Regions from separate parts of the Sus scrofa genome. Here regions 2 and 3 are each linked to region 1. Evidence: chromatin contacts called from public HiChIP or PLAC-seq data. All regions are on one chromosome and are shown on one strand. Each heading gives the region's core, a stretch centred on a gene start, on an enhancer-like site or on the middle of the called end of the contact. The rest is flanking DNA. Distances are from core to core; before and after follow the strand shown. Region 1 overlaps MINK1 (misshapen-like kinase 1). Region 2 has its middle 9.8 kb from the start of TM4SF5. Region 3 holds the start of GLTPD2 (glycolipid transfer protein domain-containing protein 2).

The links. HiChIP or PLAC-seq counts read pairs in DNA pulled down with a chosen protein or histone mark.
Region 2: an H3K27ac HiChIP or PLAC-seq map of alveolar macrophages shows a contact between it and region 1. The contact joins two enhancer-like sites. A contact is called at or near these places in 2 of 47 Hi-C or Micro-C datasets (liver and skeletal muscle) and 1 of 2 datasets of contacts at active chromatin or transcription factors (alveolar macrophages).
Region 3: a contact with region 1 is called in an H3K27ac HiChIP or PLAC-seq map of alveolar macrophages. The contact joins the promoter of GLTPD2 here to the enhancer-like site in region 1. A contact is called at or near these places in 3 of 5 promoter capture datasets (fetal liver, liver and skeletal muscle), 26 of 47 Hi-C or Micro-C datasets (alveolar macrophages, blood, brain and 13 more) and 2 of 2 datasets of contacts at active chromatin or transcription factors (alveolar macrophages and skeletal muscle).

The regions. Positions count from the first base shown.
Region 1 is chr12:52,029,165-52,032,769 of Sscrofa11.1, forward strand. MINK1 (misshapen-like kinase 1) reads right to left here. Exons shown (of 32, transcript XM_021067776.1): 3 at 2,094-2,150; 4 at 1,877-2,002. Among named protein-coding and RNA genes, the nearest start is that of CHRNE, 31 kb to the left of the region's middle. Within about 2 kb of position 1,532, at least 20 of the 83 cell types and tissues checked have an H3K27ac peak or open chromatin away from gene starts, as enhancers often do. A contact at or near this core is called in alveolar macrophages and omental adipose tissue, where this site is marked.
Region 2 is chr12:52,125,932-52,129,536 of Sscrofa11.1, forward strand. No RefSeq gene overlaps it. Among named protein-coding and RNA genes, the nearest start is that of TM4SF5, 9.8 kb to the left of the region's middle. Within about 2 kb of position 1,955, at least 9 of the 83 cell types and tissues checked have an H3K27ac peak or open chromatin away from gene starts, as enhancers often do. A contact at or near this core is called in alveolar macrophages, where this site is marked.
Region 3 is chr12:52,104,311-52,107,915 of Sscrofa11.1, forward strand. It overlaps GLTPD2 (glycolipid transfer protein domain-containing protein 2), which reads right to left and starts at 1,824. Exons shown (of 4, transcript XM_003131910.6): 1 at 1,624-1,824; 2 at 1,464-1,528; 3 at 1,034-1,200; 4 at 191-940. The coding sequence starts at 1,732. The coding sequence ends at 424.

The DNA.
Region 1 (3,605 bases), core at 282-2,781:
ATCCCTGTCCTCCCTCTGTGGGTTAAGGATGCAGCATTGCCATGAGCTGTGTAGGTCTGTGTAGGTCGCAGATGCAGCTCGGATCCTGTGTTGCTGTGGCTGTGGTGTAGGCCAGCAGCTACAGCTCTGATTTGACCCCTAGCCTGGGAACCTCCATATGCTGTGGTATGGCGCTAAAAAGACAAAAGACAAAAAAGAAAAAAATTTTTTAAAATAGTTGCGGAGTTCTCGCTGTTGCACAGCGGAAACGAATCCGACTAGGAACCATAGGTTGAGGGTTCCATCCCTGACTTCGCTCGGTGGGTTAAGAAACTGGCGTTGCTGCGTCTCTGGCATAGGCCAGAAGCAACAACTTCAATTAGATCCTTAGCCTGAGAACCTCCATATCCATCCCACAGGTACAACCCTAAAAAAACAAACAAACAAAAAAATAAAGTGAACTTCTGTTTGTTAGGAGTTCCCGTCGTGGCTCAAGGAGTTCCCCTCGTGGCTCAGTGGTTAACGAATCCGACTAGGAACCATGAGGTTGCGGGTTTGCTCAGTGGGTTAAGGATCCGGCATTGCTTTGAGCTGTGGTGTAGGTTGCAGATGCGGCTCAGATCCCACGTTGCTGTGGCTCTGGAATAGGCTGGCAGCTACAGCTCCGATTGGACCCCTAGCCTGGGAACCTCCATATGCCGCAGGTGTGACCCTAAAAAGCAAAAAAAAAAAAAAAAAAATCAAGAAAGAGTCACATGAAATTCAAATCTTTGTGTCCTGAATAAAGATCTTTGGGGATGTGTGCCTTGTCTATGGCTGAGATGGGTAGCTGTCGGAAACTTTATGATCCACGGAGCCTCAAATATGTACATCTGGCCCTTCACAGAAAAAGCTGGCCAATCCCTGACGGAGAGACAAGAAAGGGGCTAAGAATCAGCACGTCCCGGGTCTGCTAGAGACAACAACAGCGCAAGGGGCTACCAGAGAGCTGCAGGAGAGAACCTGAAAGACGTCCGTGGAACCCTGCAAACAGGCAGGGCCAAGGCAGGGAGCTGAGAAGAGGCCCTGGCCAGCCAGCACCTCTAGGGATGCAGAGGCAGAGGCCAAACAAGTCCTCGGGGTGTGGAGTCAGTATCCCTGTCCAATATTTCTCTGACACAAAAAGGCTGGCCAGGATCTGTACATTTACATGCATAACAGAGGTAATTTGCATTCACCCTGCATCTGGGCCTCCCGCTCCCACAGCAGAGCACAGTGGGAGGAGGGGAGAACAGTGCCCATTGGATCCACAAGGGGGCGCCCGGGCACCAGCGCTCAGCCTCGAGTCCTCAAGGATCTCCCACTACACAGAGCCGGCAGGTAAACCTACCAGACCTGTTCCTCTCCTTTCTTTCTTTTTGGGTGTGTGTGTGCGTGTGTGTTCCCCAAAAAATGAAGTGGCTGGGAGGCAGGGACCACAACTCATGACGATCTGTGCAGGGTACACAGAAAGTGCTCAAAGGCTACTTGTCTGGCAACTGCTGGAGGGGGGACCTGGCCTGAGCGCCAACCCCCCAGCCAGTGCTGTGCCCCCACTGCCCTCTCCTCCAGGGCCTGGCTGAGCATCCGAAAAGGGTGAGGCTGGGGAGTTGGCTGGCACCAGCATGCAGGCTGGGGAGGGTGATGACTCTTAGGAATGTTCTGGGCCAGGAGGGAATGTGGGGGAGGCCCAGGAGAGCTGGAGCAAGCTGTGGCTGAGGAATCCTCCAGAAAGGCCTCGCACTGCCTGGAGGAGGCGAGTCTTGCCGCCACCCACAAACGCTTTGATCCGTTGCCTTCCCAGGTGCTGGGCACAAAGGTGGGCAGAGTGGCCAGACCAAGTTGGGGGCGCGGGGACAGACCAGAGCGCGCGTCTCACCCAGAGCTGGTCGTCGTTCCCAGGGGGGCTCTTCTTGATGAAGGCCCCGTAGTAGGTGGCGATGTTGCGGTGGTGAGAGTATTTTTTCAGCATGTTGATCTCCTGCTTGATCTCTTCCTCCTCATCCTACGGGAAGGAGAGGAGTGAGCCCTGAGAGGCCCCCGCCTCCCCTCTCCTCAAGGCTCCGACCCTCCCTCTGCCCCGTGCTGCTCCCTACCTCCGTGACATCCATGACCTTGATGGCAGCCAGCTGCCCGGTCTTGACATGCCGACCCTGCAGGACAGAGAGCCAGGCGGGGGGGCTTGGGTCCATGCTCGGGAAGGGCTTGATTCTGAGAGAGGCCACAGCTTGCGGCTGTTTTCGGTCTCAGAAAGTGCCCCTCACGGTGGCCAGACGCCTCAATTTACGGGCCGCTCACGGGGTGGACAGAGGCCTATAGGAAAACCAGCGCGCCTGGACCCAAGGACTAAGCCAGATAAGGATGAGGGGCTCCTGCCCTCATCACTCAAGGGGGACGAGTGAGGGACCCCTGAGCCCTGCTCCAGCCTCTCTGGCTTAGCCGGCCTGCAGCTGGGGGGCAGACATCTCTCCATCCTCGCTGAGGAGGACGGCCTTTGCTTCTCCAGCACCTTCTACCCAAGACAACAGCCCAGGTGCTCCCGGACCCACCTCTCAGGACAGGAGGCCTTTCCCAGGATCACCGCCCGACCCGAGGCTCTCTATTACTGTCCACAGGAAAGATTCAAGACAGAGCGGAGAATGGAGGGAACTCAGAGACGCACAGAGGCCGCTGCCCCATGGCCAGAGCTGATGGGAAGAAACTTCTTCCAGAGCAGGCCCTTGCCATTCTCCCTCTGCCCCCTCATCCCTCTGGAATTCCTGGTAGGAGCCACCCCAGGCTGGGAAAGCAAGGTCCAGGGCTTCCTGGGGAGGAGCAGATGGGGGTATTGCCAGCCCATGGATTGTTTTTAGCTTCAGCAGTCCTGCAAGACCCCCAGCCCAGAGAAGCGGCGGAACACAGAGCTATTTCCATGGCAACAACTAGGCAAGAAATGCGGGGGGGGTTGGGGGGTGCCTGCGTCCCAAAGCTTACAGGGGAGAAGGGTAAGAGGCAGGCAGGTGGTCCTCGTGACCCAGGAAACCCAGACCCCTGAGATGCAGAGGAGACTGTGCAAAGTCCGAGCCCTGCGTCTGCAGGCGGGAGAAGCCAGGCGTGTCGGGGGCTGCCGGCTCTGGGGCAGCACCTGCCCCGCATTTCTCTGGTGTGGCCGCCTCCCCCATCAAGTGTGACTGAGGTCAGACCACGTGAAAGGGCTGGGCTGGCAGGCTGGGGCCACAACTGTGGTCAAGGAAATGCCACCTCTGTGGGGAAAGAGGCAGCCTCAAAAGCCTGAGCGCTGGCTCCAGCCCTGCTGCCGGCACGTCAGGGGAGTCCAAGGACGCTGTTTCCCGGAGTTCCCATTGTGGTGCAGTGGAAACGAATACGACTAGTAACCACGAGGTTGCAGGTTCAATCCCTGCCCTCAGTCAGTGGGTTAAGGACCCGGCATGGCCGTAAGCTGTGGTGTAGGTCGAAGACGCAGCTCGGATTTGGCGTTGTGGCTGTGCTGTAGGCTGGCCCCTGCAGCTCTGATTCGACCCCTAGCCTGGGAATCTCCATATGCCACACATTCAGCCCTAAAAAGCAAAACAAAAAAGAAAAAAAGTAAAAGGAAGAAAGCCGTTTCC
Region 2 (3,605 bases), core at 705-3,204, 97 kb after region 1:
AAAGAATCGTGGTACCTCCAGACAATAGACTGTTCCTCAGTACTGAGAGACATGAGCTTGCCGAGCTCTCGATTAACTTCCAGCATTGTCACTGCCCCGGCATCGATGCCTGGCCTGGGAGCTTTTGCATGCCCTGGATTTGCCGCCCGCTCCCCCCGCCCCCCACCAAAAAAACCCCAGCTATATGACCTTCTGGAAAAGGCAAAACTCTGGAGACAGTAAAAAGGTCAGTGGGTTGACAGAGGTTCAGGGACAGGGAGGGGAGAGCAGGCAGAGCTCGGGGTTTTTAGGACAGTGAAGTTTTCTGCATGATTCTGTAATGATGGATTCGTGTCATTATATGTTTGTCAAAACCCATAGATGGTACAACACCAAGAGTGAACCCTGTGTAGACTGTGGACTTTGGGTAGTTAGGATACGTCAGTGTAGGCATTGTAACCAGTGTACCCCTCTGTGGGGGCCTGTCGATAGTGGGGGAGACCCCGCATGCGTGGGGCAGTGGGGACATGGGACTTCCTGTACTTTCTGTTCGCTTTTGCTGCTCTGTGACCCTAAAACAGCTCTAAAAATAAGACCTTTTTTTTTTTTTTTTTTTGCTTTTTAGGGCCATACCCTTGGCATATGGAGCTTCCCAGGCTAGGGAATCACATTGGAGCTACAGCCTCTGGCCTGCACCACAGCCATAGCAACACAGGATCCAAGCTGCACCTGCAACCTACACCACAGCTGGCGGCAACGCCGGATCCTTAACCCACTGAACAAGGCCAGGGATTGAACCCGCATCCTCATGGATACCAGTGAGGTTTGTTTCCGCTGCGCCACAATGGGAACTCCCCCGAAAAACATTTTAAATCAAGGATGTGAGGTGATGGGTGTTAACTTCCAGTTGTAATCATTTTGCAACACGTACATGTGTATATCAAATCATTATGTTGTACACTCAAAATCTACGCAGTGTTGGAGTTTCTCGTGGTGCAGAGGGTAAAGCATCCAGTGTTGTCACTGCAGCAGCTTGGGTCACTGCTGTGGCACAAGTTTGATTCCTGGAACTTCTGTGTGCGTGCCATAGGTAAGACAAAAAAAAAAAAGTTCGGGAGTTCCCAGCGTGGCTCTGCGATTAATGGACCTGACTAGGATCCATGAAGATGTGGGTTTGATCCCCGGCCTCACTCAGTGGGTAAAGGGTTGCTGTGGCTGTGGTGTAGGCCGGTAGCTGCAGCTCTAATTTGACCCCCTAGCCTGGGGCCCTAAGAAAACACAACAAAACAAAAAAAGCTTCAACTGACAACCAGAGACTTTTTAGAAGGGAAATATTCCTCAGATGGTGAAGAGTGTTTGAATCCATATTTTGCAGTAGACACCCTGCAAATATAGCCCTTCAGTATTTCCCTTCCTTCTCAGAGCCGAAAGCCCCAGAGCCCAAGCCTGCTGCCCCTGCTTCGCCCTCCGCTATATGTTTGTGCTGAGTAGACACAGAGATGCCAGCAAAAAATGCATGCTGCTCTCATGTTTACACGACCCCGGAAGTTTTGGGGAATAGATTCTGTAAGCAGGAAGAGGTGGCGTTTCCTGAGAAAAGGCCTCAGCTCTGCAGGGATTAGGGAGGAGGGGGGAAGAGGCGGCGAGCTGGGAAGGAAGAGCCGTCCGTGAACCCTCTGCCAGCGAGACCCAGTCCTGGGTGCGGCGCAAGGACAAGGTCGCTGGAGCAGGTGCGCCACGCCTGGGGTCTCTCTCTCCAGGGGAAGATGATCTAACTGTGGCTGTGAACATTGCTTAGCTCCTTGTAACGGGAGGCTAGCAAGGCGGGCTCCTGAGCAGGGGAGGGTCACTTCCTGGTCAGTGTCACTAAGAGGCATCAGTCACCACATCCGCGTCAAGGAAGCGATGGGGCAGCCCAGCTGGGAACACGTGGTGCTCTGTCCCCTCCGGAGGTCCCCTCCATGGGTCTCCAGAGGGTCGTTAGAGACATTCTGTGGGCCCATGAGAGGGGGCTTTTCCGTGGTCCCCCTTTCCCTTGAGCTAACCTGGGCCATGTGTTCATTTGCCACGGCTGCCATCACCAAGTGCGGTGGACGGTGGACGGGGTGACTTAGCGGTATTTATTTCCCACAGTTCTGGAGGCTGGAGGTCTGAGATCAAGGTATAGGATTGGCCTCTTCTGAGGCCCCTTTCTTCGGCTTGTAGATATGGTGGCCATCTCCCTGTGTCAACACATGATCTTTCTTCTCGATGGCTGTGTCAGAGTCCTCTTTTTATAAGGACATTGGTCATATTAGATTAGAGTCCCGTGTAATGACCTCTTTTTGACTTAATTACCTCTTTAAAGATCCTGTCTGCAATGACAGTCACGTTCTGTGGCTCGGAAGGTTAAGACTTCAGCCTATGATTTTGGGGAAGATAAACAGTTAAACCCTTAACAAGCAGATAAATCTCCCTCCCAACCACAGAGCAAGATTAGAACAATAATAATAACCTCCATCTGTAACTCCCAATTTTATCAGCATTATCAGAGGAAGAAAGAGATATGCTTAATTTCTTGATTGCACTGGGGGGACTCACAGTGTGTTAGTTTACTCCTTTTTTCTTTTTTGGCCACCCACGGGCATATGGCGTTCCCAACTTCGACAATGCCGGATCCTTAACCCGCTGTGCCAGCCCCGGGGATTGAACCTGCATCCCAGCGCTGCAGAGACACCGCCAGTCCTATCACACCACAGCAGGAACTCTGATTTTCTTCTTGACTTCAAGTCAAGAAATACAAGTTAAGAATACTTTTGAGGCATTCCCATCGTGGCTCAGTGGTTAACGAACCTGACTAGTATCCATGAGGATTCAGGTTCGATCCCTGGCTCAGCAGGTTAGGGATCCCGCATTGCTATGGCTGTGGTGCAGGCTGGCAGCTACAGCTCTGATTCGACCCCTAGCCTGGAAACCTCCATATGCTGTGGGTGCAGCCCTAAAAAGACAAAAAAAAAAAAGAAAGAAAGAAAGAAAGAAAGAAAGAATACCTTTGAAAATATTAAGGGGGAAGCAGTAGGGAAATTTAAAAGTAGAATATATGCCTTCCACAGTTCTAGAGAAGATAAAAGCAAAGGTAATCCATCTAGCAGAACATAAAGCATAAAGGGAGCCTAAGAAACAGAAAGCATAAAATAAGATGACTAATAGGACTTCCCTGGTAACTTGGGGTTAAGGATCTGGCATTGTCACTACTGTGGGTCAGGCTGTAGCTGTGGCGTGGTTTCAGCCCTTGGCCTGGGAACTTCCCCATGCCATGGGCATGGCCAAAAAAAAGAAGACTTATGACACCAAACATGTAGATCAAAACAGTTCCCGTAATATCCCGTAAACTCCTCTCTAAAACAAAAGTAATGTTTTCAAAGTAAGCTAACTGGCAAAAATCTGTCAACAGTAGTTGCCACAGGGGAGGGAAAGAGGGCAGTGGGAGACAAAAGGGAGACAAATGATTTTTCACTTTTATGAAAAGGTGCTATTAGACCTTTTGAATTTTATTATGTTTTGCTTTTTCAAAATAATAAATGCATAATTAAACCGTATCGTATAGATAGTGTTTTGTTACGTGTTCATTTTATATCGATACAGGG
Region 3 (3,605 bases), core at 574-3,073, 75 kb after region 1:
ACAGGTCGGGACTGGAGATTTGGCATGTCGTTGACAACTGAAGCCACAGGAGGGACTGAAATAGGCCAGGGGTAGCATGAGTCTCTCGGCTGCCGGGAACAGGGATGACACACACCTTCCCACATACATTTTTTTCTATTTCCCTTAAGGGCTTGCCGTCATCACACAGAACACGCTAAAAATCGACGGCTACCAAAGAATACTTTTTTATTACCCACAGCTCCTCCCCTCTCCCCGGGATTGCGTAGAGAGAGGCTAAAAGCCCCACTTCCACCGGGGTGGGCCTCCATGGCGATGACGTCACCGTGGGGCGGGGTATATGGCGGCCCCGCCCCCGGCGCCAGGAGGCCTTGCGAAGGGTCAGACGCAACCCAGCGGCTGCCACCCAGCCCCAGGGCACTTCCTTCGTCCTGCCAGCAGGCATCAGGCCAGCTGGAGCAGGCGGCGCTCGGCCAACAAGCCCTGGGTACGGTTGTAGACGTCCTCCAGAGTGCCCGCGGCCTGGGCCAGCGCAGCCCGCGCCTCTGCCTCTTTGACCCCCGGACACGCCAGCTCGAGCAAGCGGCCGCGACCCGGGAAGGCGAGGAATGCGAGGTGGGCGGCCTGACGGACCAGCCAGGGGTGGTGCGGGGCCAGGGCCGTGCTGTAGGCGTCGCTGCACTGGGCGCCGGCGTCCGGGCCTCCGGGCGGCCCGGTTGCCACCCGGTGGAGGCAGAGCTGGGACCAACGTAGCGCACGGTGCAGCAAGAGCATGGTTAGTGAACCCGGGTTCCGGGTCGAGTGCCGAGGGGCTACCCCGGGCCTCTCCCACGCCACCATGGTCGCCAGCGACGTGTAGTGAGCGGCCTCTGGACCGTGCACCAGAGCCTCGAGGACTGTCACTTTGGCGAAGGCCTCGCTTGTGGCGAAAGAGAAGATGGAGCCGAGGGGAGTTAGGAACCTGTATGTGTTCGATGGTGGGAAGGTTTGAGAGAGGGCGATGGTTCAAAAAGAGGCGGGGTCTGGATGGGGTAGGGAGACAACGAGCACTCACCTGACTAGCTCTCTCCACCCTGCCAGGTACTGCGACAACTCCACATCCCCTTTGGGGTTCAGACTGGCGCGGAACGGCCTCATTATGCGGCCCAGCATCCCGTGGGGGCTCAGACACTGAGGCTCTTCCCGTTCCAGTCCCTCCAGGGATCCTGACTGTTGCTGGGCCTGGGGGTTAGATATGAGGTGGGGGGTGGGGGTGGGGGGGAGTGCAGAGCCCCTAGCTTGCAGGGTTCACCACGCCTCGCATTTGGGCTCTGAAGAAATTATTGCTAAGGTCTAGCCAGTGTCCCTCCTGCTGTAACTCTCAGCTTCTAATTGGAGACGGGAGAGAAGGAGGATCCACCTTTCATCAGATCCTCGGCCTGGTCCACTTTCCCTGCTCAGGGTCCTACCTGGAACTCCTAGTCCCAGCCCTGCCCAGAGAGTACCTGGAAAGGTGGCAGTCCTTTGGCAATGCAGGACTGGGTCCCGGATCGGCAGCCTGAGAGGGCGCCTGGAGGAGGTGAGACAGAGCAGTGAGGGCCTTAGGTTCTGAGGGCCTGGAGTCCCGGATTCCTCCTGGAGCAGGTGAGGGAAGGGGCCACTCACGAAGGCTCTGAGCCCAGAGATAAAGAAGCAGTAGCGTGAAGATAATGAGAGGGATTGCACTGCGCCTCCAGCACCGAGGGACCCGCCGAGACAGTGAGGTGACCCCCATGGCTGCTTCAGGGACCACTGCCCTTGCCAGCCCCTGGCTAGTCCTTGTCCCTCCGCCTTCAGGAGAGGAGAGAAGACTGTGGTGCTCTGAGGTGCAAAGTGTTAATAATTAATCTAGTAAGGCCCCCTCCCCTGTGCCCTTTGCCCCAAAGGGCAGCATCTGAGGGGTGAGGGACTGGATGAAGAGGATTTGGGGTATTTAGTAGCAGTGACACGTCTCTACATTTCCCTTCCCTGAATGGCCAGGTTGTAGTGAGACGCAGCCTGGGTATTGTGAAGAGAGGCTGAAGTCAGAACCAGTTCCCCCAATGAGCAATGGTGTGAGCCCTAGGTTGACTCTGTGCTTGAATTCCCTCCACAGTAAATTGAAGGTAATAATAGGTTATTTTGCAAACTTCATGTGAGGATTAAATGCTATTATACGTGCAAACCTTGTAAATGGAAAAGCTTACCACAATTGCTCCATAAATCTTATCTATTAAGTTCAAGCATGGGGCACCTGGGATCCACGGAACACCCACTTCTAAGTTCTCTATCCTATCCCCATGGAATCTTAACTTGATCTGGATGCATGATGTCTTAATCATATACTTTAGGCTGTCTCCTTTTTTTTTTTAATTAAAAAAAATTCTTTTTTGTCTTTTTAGGGCTGCATCTGAGGCATATGGAAGTTCCCAGACCGGCCTACACCACAGCCACAGCAAGGCCAGATCAGAGCCGGGTCTGTGACCTACACCACAGCTCACAGCACTGCTAGATCTGTAACCCACTGAGGGAGGCCAGGGATCGAACCCAAGTCCTCATGGATACTAGTCAGGTTCCTTACTATAGAGCCACAATGGAAACTCCTAGGCTGTCTCCTTTTACATCTTTGAGATTTAATTTTTTTTAAACCTCCAGGTTGATGCCTGAATCATTCATCAAACCAATTTTTATTAACTACTTCCGCATGCCAGGCCTTGTACTAGGCTCCAAGAAGACAAATGTGCCTTCCCAGAGGTCAAGGTCCATTGGGAAATTTACCATCAGTCTGCCCTACTGGAATGTGAGCTCTGATGAAGAAAAGGGCCCTTCTTTTTTTTTTTTTTTTTTTTTTTTTTGTCTTTTTGCTATCTCTTGGGCCGCTCCCGGGGCATATGGAGGTTCCCAGGCTAGGGGTTGAATCGGAGCTGCAGCCACCGGCCTACACCAGAGCCACAGCAACGCGGGATCCGAGCCGCGTCTGCAACCTACACCACAGCTCACGGCAACGCTGGATCGTCAACCCACTGAGTAAGGGCAGGGACCGAACCCGCAACCTCATGGTTCCTAGTCGGATTTGTTAACCACTGTGCCATGATGGGAACTCCCGAAAAGGGGCCCTTCTTGCTACCCTATTTATAGCACTTAGAATATTGCCTGGACCAAAACCCATTATTCCTAAATAAGTATATATGGAATAAACAAAGGAACTTATATGAGGGGCAGGCAAATCAGTGGTGGTACTCTCCATGCAAATTTGAGCCAGTTTGGTTTTTTTTCCCCCCAGATCAGGAGTCCACCTGGTGGTCATAGCGGGAAAAACATTCAGGGGAAGGATAAGGAAGCAAGAGAGGAAACATCTGCTTTCAGCCCCCTGTCCACAAGCTTAGAATTTTCCTGTCTCTGTGCATTTTCTATCTTTTCTTTTCTTTTCTTTTTTGTCTTTTTTAGGGCCACACCCGTGGCATATGGAACCCTCCTCCTGGATGGAGCCCTCCTTCTGGATACTAGTTGGGTTTGTTACCACTAAGCCACAACAGGAACTCCTGTGTACATTTTCTTTTTTTAAAACGTTTTAAAATAAAGTATAGTTGACTTACAATGTTGTGTCAATGCATATATATATTTCTTTT